4 separate regions of the Sus scrofa genome follow, and all the other regions are linked to region 3. The links are chromatin contacts, called in public HiChIP or PLAC-seq maps. All regions are on one chromosome and are shown on one strand. Each heading gives the region's core, a stretch centred on a gene start, on an enhancer-like site or on the middle of the called end of the contact. The rest is flanking DNA. Distances are from core to core; before and after follow the strand shown. Region 1 has its middle 10 kb from the start of NDUFV2. Region 2 has its middle 91 kb from the start of NDUFV2. Region 3 overlaps RAB12 (ras-related protein Rab-12). Region 4 has its middle 110 kb from the start of NDUFV2.

Region 1 (5,758 bases), core at 1,004-3,503, 370 kb before region 3:
TCACGGGGTGCTTCCAAATTCTTCTTTTTTTTTTTTTTTTTTTTTTTTTGCTATTTCTTGGGCTGCTCCTGCGGCACATGGAGGTTCCCAGGCCAGGGGTCGAATCGGAGCTGTAGCTGCCGTCCTACGCCAGAGCCACAGCAACGCGGGATCCGAGCTGCGTCTGCAACCTACACCACAGCTCACGGCAACGCCGGATCGTTAACCCACTGAGCAAGGGCAGGGACCGAACCCGCAACCTCATGGTTCCTAGTCGGATTCGTTAACCACTGCGCCACCACAGGAACTCCTTTTTTTTTTTTTTTCAAATTCTTCTTGAGTTAACCTTGGATATATGGGACCAAAGGGAAAACAGCCAGTAACTTAACTACATGGACTCCAAGAACAAACTGTTTAAAAAATAATAATAAGCAGGAGTTCCCGTCGTGGCACAGCGGAAATGAATCCGACTAGGAACCATGAGGTTGTGGGTTCAACCCTTGGCCTCACTCAGCGGATTAAGGATCCAGCGTTGCCATGAGCTGTGGTGTAGGCCAGCGGCTACAGCTCCGATTGGACCCCTAGCCTGAGAACCTTCATATGCCACTGGTGTGGCCCTAAAAGGACAAAAGACAAAATAATAATAATAATAACAATAAATTCAGGTGACTTGTTACTTCCCTAATGTGCGACTGAATCCTCATGGCTTACATGGGTCAAGTGAAATTTTCTCTTAAAATTTGATCAGTGCTTCCAGTCAAATCATCAAAGTAATTAAATAACAATTAATATAATGTTTGGCTAGTAGATTGGCAAAATTTTAAGACTGCTAATTGCTAGTATTGGTAATGTGTGGAATACATTACTGATTTTTTATCCAGCAGTGTAGTAATGCAAATAAGATCAGCCTCTCCAGAAAGTAATTTGGCAATATGTATTCAGTTTCTTAATATGTAAACCCTTTATCCAGCAATTCTACTTCTGTGAATTTATTCTAAGTAAATGATTGGAAAAGTCTACAAAATCATATGTATCTCATGGTGTTATTCATAATATGTGAAATCCTGGAAGCTGTGTAAATGATCATCATCAATAGCGAATTGATTAAACAAATTACAGCACAGCCACACAATGGCCACAAATTTAAAAATAATAGGAGGAGTTCCTGTGTGACTCCACTGGTTAAGGATCTGGCACTGTCACTGCTGTGGCTCCAGTTTGACCCCTGGCTCAGAGATTTCTGCATGCCACAGGCATGGCCAAAAAATAAATAAATAAAAAATAAAAACAATAAACAATAATCAGTATTTATCATAAAGGAGAAAAGCCCATGATAGGTTAAGTCGAATTTAAAAATTTTACAGAATGTCGTGTATAACATGACCATGCTTTTTGTATGTGCACAGAAAACAATGTAGAAGGGTACACATCAAAATATTAGAGTTCTCTCTGTTTGATGGGATTGAAGGTGGTTTGCATTTTTTCTTTACTGTCCTAATTTATTTTAATTAACTTTTTTTAATTAACATTTTGGTTTTGGGTTTTTTTTTTTGCTTTTTAGGGCCAAAGGTGCAGCATACGGAGGTTCCCAGGCTAGGGGTCCAATCAGAGCTGTAGCTGCTGGCCTACACCAGAGCCATAGCAACATGGGATCATGTCTGTGACCTACACCATAGCTCACCGCAACGTTGGAGCCTTAATCCACTGAGCAAGGCCAGGGATTGAATCCGTGTCCTCACGGATGCTAGTCAGGTTCTTTAACCACTGAGCCACGATGGGAATTCCTGCTTGCTTTTCTTATATGGTTGGTATAAATAGCCTAAGCTGCGTGATGAGGTGGTCAGAATAGGGTGAAAAGGATCAGGAAAGATCTTCATTCATTCACATGTTGCACAAATGTATTTTCAGCCTCTATTATGTGCTAGGCAGCAGGGCTCTGAAAATACCAATGCAGAAAACGATAGGCCCTTCTGGGAAGACTTCTGCAGGGAAATGATTATAATACAGAGTGTATGTGCAAGATGAATGGCATTTGGAAGGAGTTGCCCAAGTCTAAACTCAGGGAGTTAGTGCTGATGGACATTTGGAGGCTACCTAGGGATTTGCCATAAATAGGGTTCTCAGAGGCACATTTTTATCTGAAAGAGGTAAAAGATAAGTATTGTTGGAGAGCAGCTGAAAGGCCCCAATGCAAATAATGAACCTCCTACACTGATCCTGCAAATAGGAAAGGTCACAGGAGACATGTCCTTACTTCCTCTGGGGCCCACTTCCTACTGAGTCATTTTAGGGCGTGGTAACAAAGGCACTTGATCTTGGGGCTGGGCCTTCATGGTCCTTTGTGGGAGGAGTTCAATTTGGGCAAGATTGCATAATGTGTGTTGACTCTGGTTGTTAATGTCCAGACAATAAAGGGTTGTGGTTCCAGGCCAGTGGAAGGATGCTAGTGGTTGTATGGATTCTGAGGCAGCCCAGTGTCAGCATTTGAGAGCATTTGAAAAAATCTGGTCCAATCCTCACTTTATTTATTTATTTTACAGCTGCACCTGTGACATATAGAAGTTCCCGGGCTAGGGGTCAAATTGGAGCTGCAGCTGTAGGCCTACGCCATGGCCATGGCAACATCGGGTCTGAGCCACATCTGTGACCTACACTGCGTCTTATGGCAATGTTGGATCCTTAACCCACTGAGTGAGGCCAGGGATTGAACCTGCAACCTCAGAGAACCTGCTGAGCCACAATGGGAACTATGAATACCCTCACTTTAAAGATTGAAAAAAATTACTGAGTGGGCCAAGCTCTTAATAACTGCCCTCTTCTTTAAAAATAAAGAATAAATGTAATGTTCTGTGGAATGGTGCTCCTGTATGCTCCACAACACTTAATGGGAAGGCTTGTTTTGTTCATCTGGATAGCAGAGTGGCAATGCTGTGTCCTAGCTGGAGCTCATGTGTTTCTTGTGTTTATATAGTCAAAGGTCAAAAGCTGGCTATGAACAGATGAGCCCTTTCCTTTTGCATCATTTTTCAACGTTTCAAAGGACTTAAAATAAACTATCATTTTCCATTATTTACTTAAGGGATTTGTTTTGCAGAATTTGTAGCTCTCGGGAACCCCCCTGTTGTTCTTATGAAAAACACAATCTGATTCTTACTCATCCATCAACATCTAAGGAATGTGAGTATTAATATGCATGGTGTAAATCACCCAAAACAGGATAAGAAGGCTGAATTGGCCAGTAATATTTGTGACCTTGCATACATATCTTATATGTACAGAATCAGGAAACCACTCTTCCTTGAGATAGAGGAAATGATAGAGATGGAGAGAGAAAAATAGAGGGGGTTTGGGGGAGAGAGAGAAATGAAAAATTCAATATCAGTTCTGAGACCAAAGATTAATTTCTCTGAATAAAAGAACTTCCTTTTCTGGAGTTCCCATCTTGGCTCAGAGGCTTAAGAACCTGACTAGTATCCATGAGAATGTGGGTTTGATCCCTGGTCTTGGTCAGTGGGTTAAGGATCTGGTGTTGCAGTCAGCTGCAGTATAGATTGTAGACACCCAGGTTGCTGTGGCTGTGATGTAGGCCGGCAGCTGCAGCTCCAATTCTACCCCTTGCCTGGGAAATTCCATATGCTGCGGGTGCAGCCCTCAAAAGAAAAAAAAGTACTTCCTTTTCTAAGCAGCATTTCATCTGAAGTAAACAACAGCACATTCTTAAACCCCACTGCAACCTCATACTTCCAAGGGCTTTGCAAAAATGTATAGTTTACATTGCATAGAGAAAGGTTTGCACTGATCTGATTTTCACACAGATTCACTCTTCTGCAAAGCTCCAGCTCAAACTCTTTGTGAGAAGTTTCAACTTAGAGTATATGCAGCACCTCAACTCTTGCTAGTGAACCTCCTTAGATAAACCTAGGTTCTAAATTCTACTTGCTCAATGAATGTGCTATAAAGATCAATCTCGTGGTAACAGCAAGTGCAGATTTTACTGGATACTGTTTCTGTTTGTCCACATTACAGGTTCTTTCAGATTAGCATTTTGAAAGGTACTACATTTGAAAAATGTAGTCGCCAGCGCCAACGTGGGGACTGCCTTGTTGACATTCATTCAATCAAATATTTGCTTAGATTCAATAGTAAGCTTCCTCTTTCCGTGACTACTTCCTAAATTGGCATACTATTTTGTGAAATGTGTAACCCGGGTGGAAAAAATCCTAAGAAGAACAGACTTGGTTATTCACTAAACCATTCCTCGATCCGTTCAATCTGTTCAGTGTTTGCCAAGCTCCTTTCACATGTCAGGGAAGGGGACAGTAGGTGTTGATGATATTGAGATTAAGGACACAGTCCTGCCTTCAAGGAGCTCACAGTCCAGCTATTCATACATGACTAGGAGAGCCCGTCGTGGCGCAGTGGTTAACGAATCCGACTAGGAACCATGAGGTTGCGGGTTCGATCCCTGGCCTTGCTCAGTGGGTTACGGATCCGGCGTTGCCGTGAGCTGTGGTGTAGGTTGCAGACGCGGCTCGGATCCCGCATTGCTGTGGCTCTGGCATAGGCTGGTGGCTATGGCTCCGATTGGACCCCTAGCCTGGGAACCTCCATATGCCGCGGGAGTGGCCCAAGAAATAGCAAAAAGACAAAAAGACAAAAAAAAAAAAAAAAAGAGACTAGATTCTTAAGTAGATCAGTCCACTGAAGAGAATGGAATGGACAACCCCAAACTCTCCTATTGTATGGTTCACCCCTTTGAAATCTAACTTTTCTTTTTTGCGGTGATGCAGTTTTGCAACTTGTTCTTTTAGAAATAATAAAGATGCAAAATAACAAACATTACTGAGCACCTAGTATAAGTAAGTACATCATGGCAGGCAGACTTATAACATGCCTCCCCTCAGAGTTCCTGCTGCAGCTCAGTGGGTTAGGAACCTGACATAGGGTCCATGAGGTTGCAGGTTCGATCCCTGGCCCTTGTTCAGTAGGTTAAGGATGCAGCATTGCTGTGAGCTATGCCATAGGCAGCAGCTGCGGCTCCAATTTGACCCCTAGCCTGGGAACTTCCATATGGCACAGGTGCGGCCCTATAAAGAAAAAAAAAAGGATGGTCCACAACCACCCCAACTTCCTTACATTCATGGCCTTAAATAATCTCCTCCTGTTAAGTGTGGCCAGTAGAATATGGCAAAGGCAATGATGTCACTTCTACCATTAGGTTAGGAAAGTCTAGGAACAGAGACCCTCAGTTTACCAGCCCATGAGGGACTTAATCCTGCCAACAACCATGTGAACTTGGAAGCAGATCCTTCCCCAATTGAGCCTTCAGATGAGACTCGCTCAAATCTTTGCCAACATCTTCATTTCAGCTTGTGAAAGACTCTGAGAAAGAGGACCCAGGCAAGCTGTGCCCAGATCCCTGACTCACAGAAACTGTGAGATAATAAATGTATCTTGCTGTAAACTGGTGAGTTTTAGGGAGATTTGTTTGCAGCAATAGATAACTAATATGGAAACTCTCCCTGTTCCTAAGGAGTGGAGAGGGTAGATGGAGTCACACAGAACACTTCTAACACAGTGTTAAAAGTGCCATCTTTAGTAATTGGCAGAGACGTAAATCAGGAACTCAATTCTCTGATTCTGGCTTTTTTTTTCTTTTTTCACTGCCCTGCAGTCTATGGAGTTCCTGGGCCAGGGATCAGATCTGAGCTGCAGTTGCAACCTATGCTGCAGCTACAGCAACACTTGATCCTTAACCCACTGTGCTGGGCCACGGATG
Region 2 (5,991 bases), core at 3,270-5,769, 290 kb before region 3:
CTAAAAACATTCTGCTAAGCAAAAGAAGCCAGACACAAAAGACCACCTGTTGTATGTTTCCATCTATATGGATTTGCTAGAAAATTCACACTATTCCATAGTTATAGAAAGCAGATCAATGGTTGTCTGAAACAGGCAGGAAGGATATGGATGTGGAAAGAGGGGTTGCTTTTTTTTGGCGCACCTGTGGTGTGCAGAAGTTCCTGGGCTGGGGATCGAACCTGAGCCACAGTAATAACAATGCAAATCCTTAACCTCTAGGCCACCAAGGAACTTCCAGGGATTGTTTTTATAGTTTTTGTTGTGTCTTATTTAAGAAATCTTTGCCAAATCAAAGGCCACTAAGATTCTCTCCTACCTTTTCTTCTAGAAGTTTTCTTCACTTAATTGCCTCTGCACTTTTGTCAAAAATCAATCCACCATATTGGGAATGTAAATTGGTACCACCGCTATGGAAAACAGTACGGAGGTACCTTAGAAAACTAAATATAAAACTATCATATGACCCAGCAATCCCACTCTTGGGCATATATCTAGACAAAACTTTCCTTGAAAAAGACACATGCACCCGTATATTCATTGCAGCACTATTCACAATAGCCAAGACATAGGAACAACCTAACTGTCCATCAACAGATGAATGGATTAAGAAAAGATGTGGTATATATACACCATGGAATACTACTTGGCCATAAACAAGAACAAAATAATGCCATTTGGGGCAACATGGATGGAACTAGAGACTCTCATACTGAGTGAAGTAAGTCAGAAAGAGAAAGACAAATACCATATAATTTCACTTATATCTGGAATCTAATTTACACAAATGAACCTTTCCACAGAGAAGAAACTCATGGATTTGGAGAACAGACTTGTTGTTGCCGAGGGGGAGGGGGAGGGAGTGAGATGGACTGGGAATCTGGGGTTAATAGATGCAAACTATTGCCTTTGGAATGGATTAACAATGATATCCTGCTGTATAGCACTGGGAAGTATATCAGTCACCTGTGATGGAGCATGATGTGGGATAATGTGAGAAAAAAAAGGTATATATGTATGTGTGACTGGGTCACTTTGCTGTATAGTAAACTGACAGAACACTGCAAACCAAGTACAATGGAAAAAATAAAAATCATTTAAAAATATCAATCCACCATATTATATACGTGTAAATCAATTTCTGGACACTAATCTGTTCCATTGATCAATTTGTCTTAATAGACTATCCCAATTATTATTGAATTATAATAAGCTTTGAAATCAGATAGTATAAATCAGGTTCTAAAAGTCTTTCAACTTTTAAAAAAGCTGTTTTGGCTATTTTAGGTCATTTTATACTTATAAATTTTATAATAAGCATATAAATTTCTATCAAAATTATTTTTTAAAACTTGTTATGGGAGTTCCCGTCGTGGCGCAGTGGTTAACGAATCCGACTAGGAACCATGAGGTTGCGGGTTTGGTCCCTGCCCTTGCTCAGTGGGTTAACGATCCAACGTTGCCGTGAGCTGTGGTGTAGGTTGCAGAAGCGGATTGAATCCTGCGTTACTGTGGCTCTGGCGTAGGCCGGTGGCTACAGCTCCAATTCGACCCCTAGCCTGGGAACCTCCATATGCCGTGGGAGCCGCCCAAAGAAATAGCAAAAAAAAAAAAAAGACCAAAAAAAAAAAGACCAAAAAAAAAAAAGAATAAAATCGCTAAAAAAAAAATAAAAAATAAAACTTGTTATGATTGTATTAAATCTATAGACTAGCTTAGGGATAAGTGCCACTATAATTTCATAATCAAATTGCTTGAAACCAACAATTAAAAAAAACTTATAAGCAAAACAAAAAACCTTATAAGCAGCCAGAAAAAAAAAGGCACATTGTATACAGAATAAAAAGGATAAGAATGACAGCAGACTAACTTCTCATTTAAAAACGCAAGCCACAAAGTATACAGCCACAGCTAGCTGCTTTTGTAAATGGAGTCTGAGAGTCTCCATATTTTAATAGACAAACACAATTACCTTTGTGTTGTTTACTGCTGGACTGGATGCTTTCCTGTCATCTTATTTGCGTTTTCCATTTACCACAGTGCCCCCCTCCACCTCCCCAGGTCCTGACTTTTATTGAATTGATTTGGTTTTTCTTTGCCTAGCCTTCCTCCCATTACTTTAACAAATTATCTATTATTCTCAATTTATTTTTTATTTTTTATTTTTATGGCTGCACCTGTGGCACATGGAAGTTCCCTGGGCCAGGGATTGAATACAAGCCACAGCTGTGACCTATGCCACAGCTGCAGCAATGCCCAATCCTCTAACCCACTGTACCAGGCCGGAGATCAAACCTCAGCCTCAGCAGCAACCTGAGCTGCTGCAATCAAATTCTTAACCCGGTGAGCCACAGTGGAAACGCCCAGTTTTTTTGTTTTTTGTTTTTTTAGATTTATATTTCAATTCACTAATTTTCTTTTTTAGCTGGGTCTAAAGTACTATTTTCCTACCTACAAGCTTTTAATTTTAGTAACTATACCATTTGTTCCCACAGTTTATACATGGTTCCTTTTCAAAAACATGTGTTCTTTTCCCATGTTACCCTATACTTGACTATGGTTTCTATATCTTCTTTTCCCTCTAAATATTTTAAACAAACTTGGTTAATAAGCCTTTCCAGCTTAGTCCATTACCTTCAGTTTGAAGAGTGCAGTCTCCTGTTGGCTGTTCCTTGTGATTCTCTTCCTTGGTGGGGTCTGTACATTTTTCCTGTGAGTGTACCTTCAGTGAAGGTGCTCAGGGCGTCGTGTATCCAGGGGCACTGTGGTTTGCTTGGGCTGCTGTGGAAAGTATCACAGCCTGGGACTCAAATACAGGTGTTTCCTCAAGTGAGTAAGTGTGGAGGCTGGAGGCCCAGGCTCGAGGTGTGGGCGGGGCTACTCCTCCTGAGGCCTCTCTCGTTGGCTCGCACACAGCCACCTTCTCCCTGTGTCCATGTGGCCTTTCCTCTGTGTACACCCTTGGGGTCCCTTCCTCTTCGTACAAGGACACCAGTCCCATAGGTTCGGGGACCCACCCCATGACCTCATGTAACCTTAATTACATCCTTACAGGCTCAGTCTCCAACTACAGTCATGTTGGGGGGCCAGAGCTTCAATATATGAATGATGGGAGCACATAATTCGTTTTTGTTTGTTCGTTTTTTGTCTTTTCGTCTCTTCTTAGGGCCACACCCGCGGCATGTGGAGGTTCTCAGGCTGCCAGCCTACACCATAGCTCATGGCAACACCAGATCCTTAACCCACTGAGCAAGGCCAGGGATCAAACCCGCAACCTCATGGTTCCTAGATGGATTCATTTCTGCTGCACCATGACGGCAACTCCATAATTCATTTTATAACAAGAATCAGGGAATTTTTTTTTTTTTCTTCTTGGGGCCGCAACTGAGGTATATGGAAATTCCTGGGCCAGGGGTTGAATCAGAGATGCAGCTGCAGGCCTACACCACAGGCATATCAACGCCTGATCCAAGATGTGACCTATGCCACAGCTTGCAGCAACACTGTATCCTTAACCCACTGAGTGAAGCCAGGGATCAAACCCACATCCTCACAGACACTATGTTGAGCCCTTAACCCACCAAGCCACAGTGGGAACTCCAAGAAATGTCTTTATAGGACAGTTTTCCATGGACCTCTGCTATATTACTGGTGGTTCCAAACACCCAGATCAGAAGAATCTTTCTATTAATTTCTTAGCTTGGGGGTTTTCTCACCAAATCCAAATTGTAAATTCAGACCTCACGCCTCCACTTTGGCATGCTCTGGGAGGCTCTTTTTATCTAGGAACCAGAGTGGACGGCAATCATCCTGTTTCTTCCTCAGGAAAATAGCGAGAGATTTTCTACTCCTAAGTTTATGAAAGGGATGTGCTTTTGAGATTCCTGACAGTATAGAAGTTTTTTTCGTTTGTCTGTTTTTGCTTTTTAGGGCCGCACCCAGCTTAGGGGTCCAATCAGAGCTGTAGCTGCTGGCCTATACCACAGCTCACAGCAATACCCACTTAACATCTGGTTAAGGTTTGGATCCTTAACCCGCTGAGCAAGGTCAGGGATCGAACCTGCATCCTCATGGATACTAGTCATGTTTGCTAACTGCTGAGCCACGACAGGAAATCCCCTCAGTGTGTGTGTTAAAATCTCAGCTCCTAGGGGTAAGATGTTTATGTGAGTCTGATGTCCCCAGGCCACCTGCTTCTGCTCTTAATTGCCACTCTGGCTACAGGTTCCTTTCCTAAGTTAAGTAAGCTGGGTTCTGCTCTTACCTCTGTTTTAGGGGGATATATGTGTTTAGAGAGAGATGGTGGCGAAGGGCAATGAGACCCTTCTATGTCCGCTCAGTCCATGATATTGGCTGAAAATCATAGTTCGAGAAAGCCTGTCGGCTTTCACTGACCACCCCCCCCCACCCCCGACTATGGCCAGTGAAAATTCTTCAGTTTCAAAGCTCTGGTTTTCTGCTGTACATTGTGCCACTTCCCTATTTCATAAATGAGAGACGCCTTTCACTCTTAGCTTGTAGAGTGGAGGTTGTTATGGATGAGTGGTCAAGTTCCTCATGCTGTAAGTTTACATTTTATCTGCTCCTCTCTTGAGAAGATTCATCTCCACCTGCCTTCCTTGGGGAAACAGTACCCCCCATCTCTCTTAAAACTACAAATTTGAATTCTCTTGTAGGGCAGCAGGTTAAGAACCCGCCTAGTATCCATGAAGATGTGGGTTCAATCCATGGCCTCGCTCACTAGGTTAAGGATCTGCTGTTGCCATGAGCAACAAAGCGTAGGCCACAGATGCAGCTCAGATCCACACTGCTGTGGCTGTGGTGGAGGCTGGCAGCTGCAGCTCCATATTGACCCCTAGCCAGAGAATTTCCATGTGCTGTGGGTGCAGCCCTAACAAAAAAGAAAAGAAAAAAAAAAACAAAAAACCCTACGAACTCAACAAAAATAATTGTCACCAGGGGAAAAGATTTTATTCACTCTATGGCCATTAAAACATGGTTGGTGTTTCTGTTTAAAAAAAAAGGATGAAAAATACATCAACGCCTGGATGTCTTTTCTGAGGTGACGTCATGACCTCATAGGTCACAAGACTCCTGAACTGTCTCAGTGATGCACAGCTGTGGTGGGGACGGCAACCAGCACATACCAGCACACCTTCTCTGGCTCACAGCTCCTTACTTTCCAGGCAGAGGCTCAGCGTGGACCCCAGGGAGCTCCGCCCTGACAGCCGTGATGAGCCGAAGATGATGGAGAAGCCATTCCCAGTGGGATTTGCGTAATAGATTATTTCACAGTAGAGGAAGTGATAACAATACCTACAAAAATGGGGGGGGGGGAGAGCCAAGAGGTAATGGATTTCTTGGCTCTATTTTCAGCAACACGGGTAGGACTTAAGTTTTTTGTTTTTTTTTTTTTTTTTTGTCTTTTTTGTCTTTTTGTCTTTTGTTGTTGTTGTTGTTGCTATTTCCTGGGCCGCTCCGGCGGCATATGGAGGTTCCCAGGCTAGGGGTTGAATCGGAGCTGTAGCCACCGGCCTACGCCAGAGCCACAGCAACGCAGGATCCGAGCCGCGTCTGCAACCTACACCACAGCTCACGGCAACGCCGGATCGTTAACCCACTGAGCAAGGGCAGGGACCGAACCCGCAACCTCATGGTTCCTAGTCGGATTCGTTAACCACTGTGCCACGACGGGAACTCCAGGACTTAAGTTTTAAGAAATTTGACTCTATGCAATTTAAGAGCCTGCTAATTTCAACATTTGGAGTCCTCTGTGTTTGTTCTGTCTAATCATTTCCTTCTGAAGAAAAAGAGATCAATTCCATCAGAGGAGAAATGGAAAAAGGTGACAATCCACATCTCCCCACCCCCTGCCACAAATGACTTAAGTTGGAAACTTTTCAAGAAACTAAGAAAGATTCTACTGCTTAAAGACTTCCCGTGACTTAAATG
Region 3 (5,752 bases), core at 1,896-4,395:
CATATGGAGGTTTCCAGGCTATGGGTGGAGCTGTAGCCACCAGCCTATACCACAGCCACAGCAATGCCAGATCCAAGCCATGTCTGCAACCTACACCACAGCTCATGGCAACGCTGGAGCCTTAACCCACTGAACAAAGCCAGGGATCAAACCCACATCCTCATGGATACTAGTCAGATTCGTTTCCACTGAGCCACGATGGGAACTCCCTCAAAGATGGTCTTGACCTTAAAGAGCTTAGAGTTAGAAATTGCAGCTCACGTGAACGACACTTTGCTGTCACTTCCAGGGCACAAAAACTGGGCAGCCACGCACACAGCGCAGCGTGCCACTCTTCCAATCATGGGTTAAAAGAATTAGAAATGTCCATTTTTTGTTATAGAGTATTTAGGCAAGACCGTAAACATTTCATAATCAAGCCGAGACAAAAGTATGAAAAACATAAATACTAGACAAAAAGCAACCAACAGCCCCTACATCCTTCAGGTGGGCTAAACAGTCAGCGATGACCAATGAAGGTGTTACCTGACACGGCCGGTGGCAGAGGCACCAACAGGGACACGGATGAGGCATGAAGGCATGGCACTGACACCAAGCGTTAGGTGACCGATGACGCCACAGACGGGCAGCAATGAAGGCAGATGAAAGCACACACACACACGGTGGACACACACTGAGAGCTGAGGCCGACCTGCCGAGAGGAGTTAGTAGCTGAGTGCACTGCACTATGGGTGTTAGGGACAGAGGCCATCCTCAGGACCCCACCCCTCCTCCAGAGGGCCCCGGACCCCCTGCGGGCTGCCAGAGCCCAGCCGGTTTAGTCTCTCACACGTTCCTGATGGGCAGGGACAGTCCTGTCCCTAAGGCCACAGCTGCAGCCACATGGACACTGTCCACGGGGGCTTCCCTGTCTGCTCGCAGAGTAACGTTAAAAACATGAAGAGCATTTGTGCAAATCAATTGCTTTCGTGATGACAGTTTTGTCCAATGATCGAAACTAAAGACTAAGGTCTCCAAACCAGCTCCCAGGAAAGTGTCATGAAATTAACCCCTCTCCACAGCTCCCGGGCCCAAACAGGGTGTGACGCAAGCAGACTCTTTTCTAAATTCTCTTGTGAAGGAAGCTCTGTTCATTTTATCTGAACAGGATGGGAGGAGAGGAAACGCAGGAGAGACGCACCAGCTCAGACAGTTAATTCATTAGACAAGCATGTGGATGGTTAAACAGACATGACAGCAACTGGGCACAGAGCCCCCACTTACCAGATCTGTAACCTAATTTTCTTTCCTCTAAGCTCTACAGTTTTGATTTTAAAGTCAACACCTGTAAATAAAACAGATGAAAAAGAAGCAAAATCAGTCACAATGCAATCTGTCCTAAAATAATCCTCTGTGTACATTTTTATACCATGATCAGGAAAACAAACAAAAAAAACCCCTGCTATCACTAAATGCAAAAGGAGAAAGCAGAAGTTCGCCGATATCGGGGACATCGCAGTAGCTCTGCGCTTCCACGGAGTCACCTACACCAGGGTTTACCCTGAACTCTCCAGGCAGAGTGTGCTGTTCCTGTAAGACTTTATTATACCACAGGTGTAGCATAAACAACCATTTTAAGGAGTTCCCGCTGTGGTGCAACCGATCATGTGAGCGTTGGGACCCAAGTTTGATCCCTGACCCCAACAGTGGGTTAGGGATCCGGTGTTGCCACAGCTGTGGCTTAAGATGCAACTATAGCTCGGTCAGACCCCTGGCCCGGGAACTCATATGCCTTGGGGGTGGCCAAAAAAAAAATATTAAAAAACAACCAAACAAACAAAAAAACCACACACAAAAAACACACCCATTTAAAAATTACTACTTGGAGTTCCTGTCGTGGCACAGTGGTTAACGAATCTGACTAGGAACCATGAGGTTCGGGTTCGATCCCTGGCCTTGCTCAGTGGATTAAGGATCCAGCATTGCCGTGAGCTGTGGTGTAGGTCGCAGATGCAGCTCGGATCCCGCGTTGCTGTGGCTGTGGTGTTGGCCAGCGGCTACAGCTCTGATTAGACCCCTAGCCTGGGATCCTCCATATGCTGCGGGTGCGGCCCTAGAAAAGACAAAAAAAAAAATAAAAAAAATAATTTACTACTAATAATGACTAAACAAATGAAAGGCTTTAAAAGCATATCGTTATCTTGGGGAAAATTCTTACATAGAACACAGGAAACTCAATCTTGATTTCAAATAGCCTTAGTCTCAATCTAGAAATTACTGTATTAATTATTTTAGCATTCACAAAAAGTGACTTTATCATGTTGTCAATAGCGTGGAAGAGGAAATATTTTAAAATAATTTACTCATATAAATTAATTTCAATTTTTAATTAAAAGCAAGCAAACCATCATGTATCACATCCAATTCAGCCCTTAAAGCTTAAGATGACTTTTTTTTTCCCCCTGGCTAAGGCATATGGAAGTTTCTGGGCCAGAGACTGAATCCAAGCCACAGCTGTGACCTACACCACATCCTTAACCTGCTGTGCCAGTGGAAACTCCCTGAGATGATTTTTTATACCCAATTTCTCTTCAGATGTTATCTTACATACTTCTCAGTTACAGAAAACTTGAGGTTTCAAAATAGTATTTTTGACACAATTTTCACAACTAAGAAAAATAAACCAAAGGGATGCCAGCTATGTTTGGGAATTGGAGACACAGTCTCTGCAAGCACTGCTTCCCGACTGCTTCTTGGACCCGGGCTCCCCATGCTGCCCCACCTCCAGCAGGCAGGGAGAGGCCACGGTGGCCAGTGATGCACAAGGACCGGCTCCCAGGCCCCCCTCTGCCGGCCGATGTAACTCATCCAAGTCAGATGATGCTCTTGAGGTGAAGCGTAGGACATGTGACTTTTATAATTAGCAACCCACTGCAGACACCAATGCAACCAAAGGCCATGTTTACAACCCTGGTGGGAGCGGGGGCAGCCACCCCAGGTTGGACAAGAAAAAGAAGTGGCAGGAATGTGTCACAGCTGGAGAAGAGGCTACTGCACTTCAGTTCTTAATCTCCCACCCAGCCGTGATTTCAAAGGTCAGGGCCAACGCTGGTTAAGGCAATTTCACTTTCAGTTCTGCAACAGCTGTGCTTTTCCCACTCGATGACGCTCTCCAGCAGCCCTGAAACAGGAAGCATGTCTGTACACGACCAACATCCCCAAACAGAAGCCTTCATGACTCAACCACAAGGAAGAGCCTGCCTAACGCGGTATTTATTCCACAAGGCCCGGAAACCAGCCTGGACGCATGGGCTCTGCTCCAATTTTAAAAAGGCACAGCTCAAGGACAAAACCCCTCCTTCCAGAAATCAGCAAACAGTCAGGGCCCATTTACAAATCAAATTCATACTGTGTCACGACTACTATTGTGTTTTATACTTTGTTTCCAGTTCCTCTGAATTTGGGTTTTTTTTTTGAGAATTTGGTTTTATTTAAGGGAGCTGCAACTTTTATAAAACCTATCACAGTGGCTGCTACATTTTATTGAAAAGAATTGTCAGATGGCCTAGCAGTTAAGGTCTAGCAGTTAAGGACTCAGTGTTGTCACTGCTGTGGCAGAGGTTTGATCCCTGGCCCAAGAACTTCTGCATGCTGTAGACGTGGCCAAAAAAAAAAAAAAAAAAAAAGAATTGGTGGATGACACTTATTTTGTGAACTCTGCTTCAGGTCAACTAAAAAATCCCTTGAGGGGTTTCTGTTGTGGCGCAGTGGTAACGAATCCAACTAGTATCCATGAAGATGCAGGTTTCATCCCTGGCTCGCTCAGTGGGTCGGGGATCCGACATTGCCATGAGCTGTGCTGCAGGTCACAGACGCAGCTCGGATCCCACATTGCTGTGGCTGTGGCATATGCCAGCAGCTATAGCTCCGATTCAGCCCCTAGCCTGGGAACTTCCATATGCTGCGAGTGCATCCCTATAAAGGAAAAAGAAGAAGAAGAAGAAAAAAAAAAAGAATCCCTTGAAACTGCCAGAATAATTTTTGTTTTGATTAGGTGATTTGGCGATTTTCGCTGCTAAGTGCTGTTCTGAGCCTGAAATTGTGAGGCACTCTTTCCCAACCAATTTGAACTTCCCAACTTTAGCAGTCCTGCACTAGGGTTATTTTGCAAACCACGAAGTCTAATTTATAAACATAAAAGGAAAGGGCATTAATAGTCAACATCAGAGGTAAGTGGTAGTGCTACCACAATGTGATTGTACAGATACTACTAATTCCAACAGAACCAAGCAAAGCAAAGATGAACCAACAGTGAACAGGATTAAGAATCTGTTTAGCTAAAATGAAGACTATCCAGTTTTAGGGAGATTAATGTCATCACTAACACAGAGAAATATCCAGTGGCTAAATCTGAAATTCCACAAAAGAAAGCAGCTCCTTAAAATAGTCTTCTCTCATAAATGAAATCTTTACCTTACCTAATAGCCACTAAGTAGCTGGTAATGGTTGTAAACGTATCCTAATTATGGCTTAGAAACAAATTCTTGTATCAAAGTATACAACTAAACATTTTAAAAAACTTAAACATCAAGGCAAAAATATCTCAATGTTTTTTATTTTTAATATTTTCTTGTTAAAGAAATTATAATGGTCCTTAACAAAAGGTAAGCCTCAAATAGGAGATTGGTTTTGGGAGAAGCCAGCACAGACTCCTGTCTGGGCAGGGCCGCCCAGGACCAGTGCTTATAAACAGGTAAGGGACAAAAAAGGTGGCAACTTTGGTTGAGAACCTCGTTTCCTATCCTGTCCTGACCAGTGGGGGAAGCAACCAGCCTACCACTCCAGCAGGGGGTGGGGACTGTCCCTGGCCCTGAAGAGCTGAGTCATTCAGACCTAAATCTATGCTCCAGGCACCTGGCAAAGAAGTGCCTTTCTGGCTGCCCTCTCCTCTTAGAGAACCTGCGGGTCTGCCTAGAACCTTTCCAGTCCTAGGTGGCTTCCACCTGAACCTTCCAGTGGCCCCACCGCCTGACCCTCTCCTCATCCCAGTTCTGCTCCCCTCCCGCCCTGCCCATCGCTCTGTTAGCTTCCTGCATGACGGGAGCAGGTGCCCTCTGAGGACAGTCACCCCCCAGCTCCCTGGAGCCTAGAAACTCGCTGGTCCACGACAATGACTTGGTAAGCCTGCTCCCCTCTTCCACTGAATGCTGGATGTGAAAGAGAGATGCTGACTCTTTGGAAACAAGAGGAAATTCAGGACTGGGGATTAAACAAACACACACACTTAAAATGTAGGAAGGAAGGGCGGATGTTCTGCTCTGGGTGTGCCTGGAGGGCCCAGCAGTGGAATTCGGGGTGCCCAGCGCACAAGCATCACCCTGGAAACAGAGCACCTCCTTTCTCCTGCAATTCCTGTCATTGATGGTACATCCCTAAAGGATGGGCATCGTAATGTGCCCAGACCTCCCCCTCCCCCGCCCTCCTGGAGCGTTATCACAGTAACCATTTACTCAGTCACATGATGGGAAGTGGACCGCTAAGTGTATGTCTTGCTGGGTGACAAAACTTCCTTTACGCTCACCAACCTATGAAGTCTTACCAAAAAGATTTCAGTACTTTTCCTAAAAATGTCCGTAACATATTCAATATTTCAATCAGGAAGGATACAGCTCACAGGGCTGCAATCCTGCCATCAATGGCTAGAGATACGACTGGTCCAGTCGAATCGTCTTCTTTTTGTCTTTTGAGGGCCACGTCTGCGACCATACACCAC
Region 4 (5,784 bases), core at 1,157-3,656, 270 kb before region 3:
TTGCTGAGGCTGGAACCCTGGCTGTGACCCACAGGGACAGGGAGGTACAGGTACCCCTGGGACTTTGGCAACTCAGACCAAGATGATGTGAGAACTACCCTTGCAACCCCAGGCTGTGGGATCTTTGTTCCACAACCGATTTCACTCCTGGGTAAGGTCGAGGAAAACAAGCTAATCCACCTACCATTTCCTTGGCAGCCAGGGGGAGGCGGGGGCATGGGGGAAGGCTTGGAAGGAGAGAAACAAGGCGGCAGGGGGTGGGGGCGCAGGAACCACACAAGTTTGGAAAGTTGCTTCTCAACCAGTTTACCGATTTCAGTTTGCTATTTTAGGTGCTAAATCAATGTGTTATATTCTTGGTTTTGAACAAGTTCGTTCTCTGGAAACGCCTCTTTCCCTTTTTATTCCCGTTTCCTTTTAAAGACACAGCGCTTTTGCAGACAGCATCTGCTTTATAACGTGGTCCCCATGCTCCCTTCCCTGCACCTGGCTGACTCCTGTCACCCTGTGGGCCTCGGCTCAGATGTCATCCCCTGAGCGCGTCCCGTTAGGTCCCCATCTGCGGTGCCTTTGAAATCTGTCCGCTTGGCACAGCAGAACCTCACCTCTCAGAACCGCTTTTCCTGTGTGTCTCTGGCAGACCAGTTCTTCTGGCTCTGGTCCTTCTGACTCAGGAGGTGAGGCGGGTAGGGGTGGAGCATAGGCCCCACAGCTGCCGCTCCCCTGGGGCTGGCACCCACCGCTCTGCCTCCCTGGACCCTCCTCCAGCTCCTCCCCCTCCCCCTGCCCAGCTGTGGGTTTGGTCCTTGACAAAGGCCTGGCTTGGGCCCATCACCCAACAAGAGGGCTTCCTCTCTCCCCTGCTTTCTTTCCATGGTCTTTCCTTCCCTGAGTGTCTGCCCTGTGGGCCTCAGCGTCAGCCTCGGACGAGCAGGTGCGGCTCCTTAGGCAGCTCCCAAAAGTGCTTGAGGCCCGTCCGACCAACAAAGCTATCATCCATACTTCTGTCTAGCTGTTGTCTATTTATCTACCTACCTATCCATTTATCTAATATCTATATATCTTTATCTATCACATATCTATCTATCTTATCTACCTACCTACCTAGCTATCATCTATATCTATTTATCTACCTATTCTATCCATCTGTCATCTATTTATTATCTATCATCTATCTACCTACCTAGCTGTCACTTCATCTATCATCTATTTATCATCCATCTATCATCCATATATCCATTTTCTGTCATCTGTCTATCAATCATTATTCATCTGTCTGTCTGTCCGTCTGTCCATCCATCTAACTAGCTATCCATCTATATATGTACCTCCCTGCCTATCCTAGCTCAGACTGCTCTAACAAATCCCACAGACCTTTCTTTCCCACAGTCTGGGGCTGGGAAGTCCAAGACCAAGGCTCGGCCAGACCCAGTGTCTGGCAGGGGTCTTCTCCCTCCCTGATGGCCATCTTCTCACTGGTCCTCACATGGTGGGAGGGGTGATGTGTCTCCTTAAGAAGGACACTAATCCCATTCCAGAGGGCTCACCATCTAACCCCCTCCCTAAGGCCCCACCTCCTAATACATCATGGTGGGGTTGGGTTTCAATGTTTGAGTTTGGGGAGGATGCAAACCTTCAGCCCATGGCACCACCTGCCTCTCCATCTCCTGGGGATTCTGCTGCTCTGAGCCCCGAGGAGCCATCCTACCTGCTCCCTGAGCTATTCAGACTCGCTGTCACCCTGGGCTGTAGCCCCCTGTAATCCCCTGTGTTTTCCTGCTATTCAGGCTTCCCTTAGTATGACATCTGTGTCCCCATCTGAGGGCAGGCACTTAAGTGTGGCTACTTCTCAGCTGTGTTTCTGGGTGAACACAGTCTCTGGCATTTAGTAGGGGCTCAAGGAACACAGAGTGAGTTTTATTTCTGTCACATCTTTTCCCTTGTTCAGCAGGAATGTGTCCTTCTGTTAGGAGCTGGGAAACAGGTCCACCTCTGGTGCATAGAGGGCAGGAAAGCTTGACATGCAGCACCTGTGGGAAGAACCAAGCATCTGGTTCTGCAATCTTTGGGCAAATAAATTGAGAAATCTTGTGTATAAATCATCCCCATGCTTTTCTCTTTGGGCAAGTATGTGTCCACATGCACACCAGCTCCCCCACTGCATCCTTCCTGTTTCTTACATGTGTTTGTAAGTGTGTGATGAGGGTAAATCCTGCCAGGGCAGCCAAGGCTGGGAGCCTCGGCCACAGAAGGCTGATTTCCCTTGTTGTGAGGCCTGAGTCAGGTTATTTCAGCTCTTAATTTCCCCTTCTGCTAAACCGGTAAAACCAGTCAATTTCTCAAGGGGCTGAGACAGCCTGCTTCCACCAGTTTATATTTATTTCTTCAGTCTGGCATCTCCCCCCGCCAGCTTTGCTCATCTCATGACCACGTGGCAGAATAGCATAATGTGGGGGAGATGCTTTTGTTCTTGATAAAAGAGGATGCTTAAGGGCAAAGTCTAAAGTCCTGCCCTTGTAAGGTTTTCTTTTGGTGTGAAATATACATACCCTACAGTTTACCCTTTTAATCACTTGTGAGTGCTCAGCACAGTGTCACTAAGGTCATTCACAATGTTGTGCAACCATCCTCATCTCCATCTTGACAACATTTCACCCTCCCAAACTGAAAGTACCCATCGATTGGTGACCCCAACACTCCTCCCTCTCACCGCCCCTGGAAACCACCATCCTACTTTCTGTCTCTAGAAATTTGACTGTCTGGACACTTCATAGAAGTGGAATAAGGGAGTTCCTGTCATGGCTCAGCCGAAACAAATCTGACTAGTATCCATGAGGACGCAGGTTCGATCTCTGGCCTCGTTCAGTGGGTTAAGGATCTGGAGTTGCCATGATCAGGTTGCAGACACGGCTCGGATCAGGCATTGCTGTGGCTGTGCTGTAGGCCAGTGGCTCTGATTCGACCCATAGCCTGGGAACCTCCATATACTGCAAGGGCAGCCCTAAAAAGATAAAAGCCAAAAAAAAAAAAAAAATGGGATCATATAACATATATACATAACTTTTTTTTTTGACCACAGCATGCGGTGACTTGATGTAGGATCTCAGTTCCCAGACCAGGGATTGGACCCAGGCCGCAGTGGTGAAAGCATTGCGTCCTAAGCCCTAGACCACCAGGGAGCTCCCCGGAATGATGCAGTATTTGTTGTTTTGTGACTAACTTATGTCACTGATCATAATGGCCTCGAGGTTCTTCCATGTTGTAGCCGGTATCAGCATGTCCTTCATTTTTAAAGGCTGAATGATATTCCATTGTACGGGTGGACCACATTTATTTAGCCATTCATCCTTTGGTGCACACTGGGTTGTTTCTGCTTTTTGGCTATTGTGAACAATCCTACTATGAACTGTGTGGACTCTGTTTGAGCCCCTGCTTTCAATCCTTTTAGGTCTCTACCTAGATGTGGACTTGCTGGATCACTTGGTAATGCTATGTTTAATTTTTGGAGGCACTGCCATACTGTTTTCTCAACTCCTACTTGTTTCCTCTGCCAGCTCAGAGTCTGGACCAACAAGGTGGGATGGTAGGAGTTGTTAGGTTACGTTAGCACTGGCTGTGTCTGCAAGCCAGGAAGAGGGTCCTCACCAGACACCAGGCCCGCTGGCCTCCAACTTGGCCTTCTCAGCTTCCAGAACTGCAAGAGGCAAATGTCTATTGTTTTTCTTTAAAAAAGGGCTTTGTGACCCAGGCCGATTGGGAGAGTGGGATGGTGGGTGCTTTAGAAGCAGTCTTGGGTTCGTTGCATCCCAGTTGCACGACCCCGGGGAAATCACCAGCCACCTTGGCCAGTTCTCCTCCCCTATAAAGTGAGCAGGATCATGGAGGAAATTAAAACAGATGAAAATGCACAGAAAGTGGGAGTTCCCATTGTGGCTCACAAGTTGAGAGCCCAGCATAGTGTCCCTGAGGATGTGGGTGTGATCCCTGGCCCCACTCAGTAGATTCAGGATCTGGCATTGCTGCGAGCTGCAACATAGGTCACAGATGTGGCTTGGATCCCATGTTGCTGTGGCTGTGGTGTAGGTCTGAAGATGTAGCTCAATTTGACCCCTAACCTGGGAAGTTCTGTATGCCGCAGATGCAACCCTAAAAAGAAAAAAAAAGAGGAGTTCCTATGTGGCTCAGTGGACATAGTCCGACTAGTATCCATGAGGATGTGGGTCTGATCCCTGGCCTTGCTCAGTGGGTTAAGGATCTGGCATTGCCTTGAGCTGCCATGCTTGGATCCATGTTGCTGTGGCTGTGGTATAGGCTGGCAGCTGCAGCTCTGATTCAACCCCTAACCTGGGAACCTCCATGTGCTGCACCTGCAGCCCTAAAAAAAAAGAAAAAAGAAAAAAGAAAATACACAGAAAGCATTTTGTATAGTGCCTGGCACAGAAGAGAGGCTCTGCGTTGTGCGGTCACACCCTCTCTACCCGGAAGTCCCTTGTCCTTGGCATGCTGCATTCTTCTAGCGAACACCCACTCCCTACCCCACCCTCATTCTTTCCTGGCCTCCCTCTCTGCAGGTGCCACTTGGAAAGTCACCCTATCACATCTCGCCCAGGGCTGAAGGCTTATAATTTATTTATTTTTTTTATTTTTTTGTTTTTTTTTGTTTTGTTTTGTTTTGTTTTTGCCATTTCTAGGGCCACACCAGTGGCATATGGAGGTTCCCAGGCTAGGGGTCCAATTGGAGCTGTAGCGCCGGCCTACGCCAGAGCCATAGCAACGTGGCATCTGAGCCACGTCTGCAACCTACACCACAGCTCACGGCAACGCCGGATCCTTTAACCCACTGTGCAAGGCAAGGGATCGAACTAGCAACTTCATGGTTCCTAGTTGGATTCGTTAACCACTGAGCCACGACGGGAACTCCCAAGGCTTATAATTTAATGCATGGGGCTCCTGGGGCATCTGGTTTCTGACAGGGCTCAGGCTCTCACTCTAAGGTTGGACCCTGATGACGGTGCTTCAGACTGGGGGACCAACCCTGGATGGCCAGGCCTGAGTGGTTGGCTCCACCATGCCCTCCAGACTCCCAGGTGGCCCACTGGCCACTCTTCCTGCACTGGGAACAGAGGGAGCGACTAGCCTGAAAAACCGGATGTGACCCATCAGCTACTGGAAAAGCAAGCGGCACATCTCTCTAAGCAAACTACTCAGAGGCAGAGTGACATTTCCATGCTTGAAATGTTCATATCATAAGACCCTAGGACATGCTAATCAATGGCAAGCAGAGCAGAAACCTTTCTGCTCAAGGATGGATGGTACCACTGGTGACTCAGTTAGGTCATGCATGCAAAAGAGCCTGCAGTGACTTCTGGGCTGCTCTTTCAGCTCGAATTTCCTGGGGCAGAAAGAAACCTCCTCCTCATATAGTTCTCTGGTATATGAAGGCCAAGGGAATTGTTTCAACCAAAAATCGAAGTACTGGCTCTCAAAATGAATTTTTGTATCATTCCTTCAAGTGAGAAGTTGTCTGATAGATACAGTTTATATGCCAAATTATTGGAATTTCTGAGGCATTTTTTTGGCTATGCCTAGGGCATGCAAAAGTCCCCTGGCCAGGGGTCAAACCCATACCACAGCAGCAACCAGAGCCACAGCATGACAATGCTGGATCCTCAACATGCCGAGCCACCAGGGAATTCCTCTGGGCATTTTTTTTTTTTTTTATGGTCACACCTGTGCACATGTAAGTTCCCGTGGGCCAGGGATCGAATCTGATTCACACATGCC

The links. HiChIP or PLAC-seq counts read pairs in DNA pulled down with a chosen protein or histone mark.
Region 1: a contact with region 3 is called in an H3K27ac HiChIP or PLAC-seq map of alveolar macrophages. The contact joins two enhancer-like sites. A contact is called at or near these places in 1 of 5 promoter capture datasets (liver) and 1 of 2 datasets of contacts at active chromatin or transcription factors (alveolar macrophages).
Region 2: a contact with region 3 is called in an H3K27ac HiChIP or PLAC-seq map of alveolar macrophages. The contact joins two enhancer-like sites. A contact is called at or near these places in 1 of 5 promoter capture datasets (liver), 4 of 47 Hi-C or Micro-C datasets (alveolar macrophages, psoas muscle, retroperitoneal adipose tissue and 1 more) and 2 of 2 datasets of contacts at active chromatin or transcription factors (alveolar macrophages and skeletal muscle).
Region 4: an H3K27ac HiChIP or PLAC-seq map of alveolar macrophages shows a contact between it and region 3. The contact joins two enhancer-like sites. A contact is called at or near these places in 1 of 5 promoter capture datasets (liver), 3 of 47 Hi-C or Micro-C datasets (alveolar macrophages, retroperitoneal adipose tissue and skeletal muscle) and 2 of 2 datasets of contacts at active chromatin or transcription factors (alveolar macrophages and skeletal muscle).

What each region holds. Positions count from the first base shown.
Region 1 is chr6:98,859,963-98,865,720 of Sscrofa11.1, forward strand. No RefSeq gene overlaps it. Among named protein-coding and RNA genes, the nearest start is that of NDUFV2, 10 kb to the left of the region's middle. Within about 2 kb of position 2,254, at least 8 of the 83 cell types and tissues checked have an H3K27ac peak or open chromatin away from gene starts, as enhancers often do. A contact at or near this core is called in alveolar macrophages, where this site is marked.
Region 2 is chr6:98,940,357-98,946,347 of Sscrofa11.1, forward strand. No RefSeq gene overlaps it. Among named protein-coding and RNA genes, the nearest start is that of NDUFV2, 91 kb to the left of the region's middle. Within about 2 kb of position 4,520, at least 4 of the 83 cell types and tissues checked have an H3K27ac peak or open chromatin away from gene starts, as enhancers often do. A contact at or near this core is called in alveolar macrophages and retroperitoneal adipose tissue, where this site is marked.
Region 3 is chr6:99,227,971-99,233,722 of Sscrofa11.1, forward strand. It overlaps RAB12 (ras-related protein Rab-12), which reads right to left. Exons shown (of 6, transcript XM_021096067.1): 2 at 1,264-1,324. Among named protein-coding and RNA genes, the nearest start is that of RAB12, 14 kb to the right of the region's middle. Within about 2 kb of position 3,146, at least 54 of the 83 cell types and tissues checked have an H3K27ac peak or open chromatin away from gene starts, as enhancers often do. A contact at or near this core is called in alveolar macrophages and retroperitoneal adipose tissue, where this site is marked.
Region 4 is chr6:98,962,260-98,968,043 of Sscrofa11.1, forward strand. No RefSeq gene overlaps it. Among named protein-coding and RNA genes, the nearest start is that of NDUFV2, 110 kb to the left of the region's middle. Within about 2 kb of position 2,407, at least 15 of the 83 cell types and tissues checked have an H3K27ac peak or open chromatin away from gene starts, as enhancers often do. A contact at or near this core is called in alveolar macrophages, where this site is marked.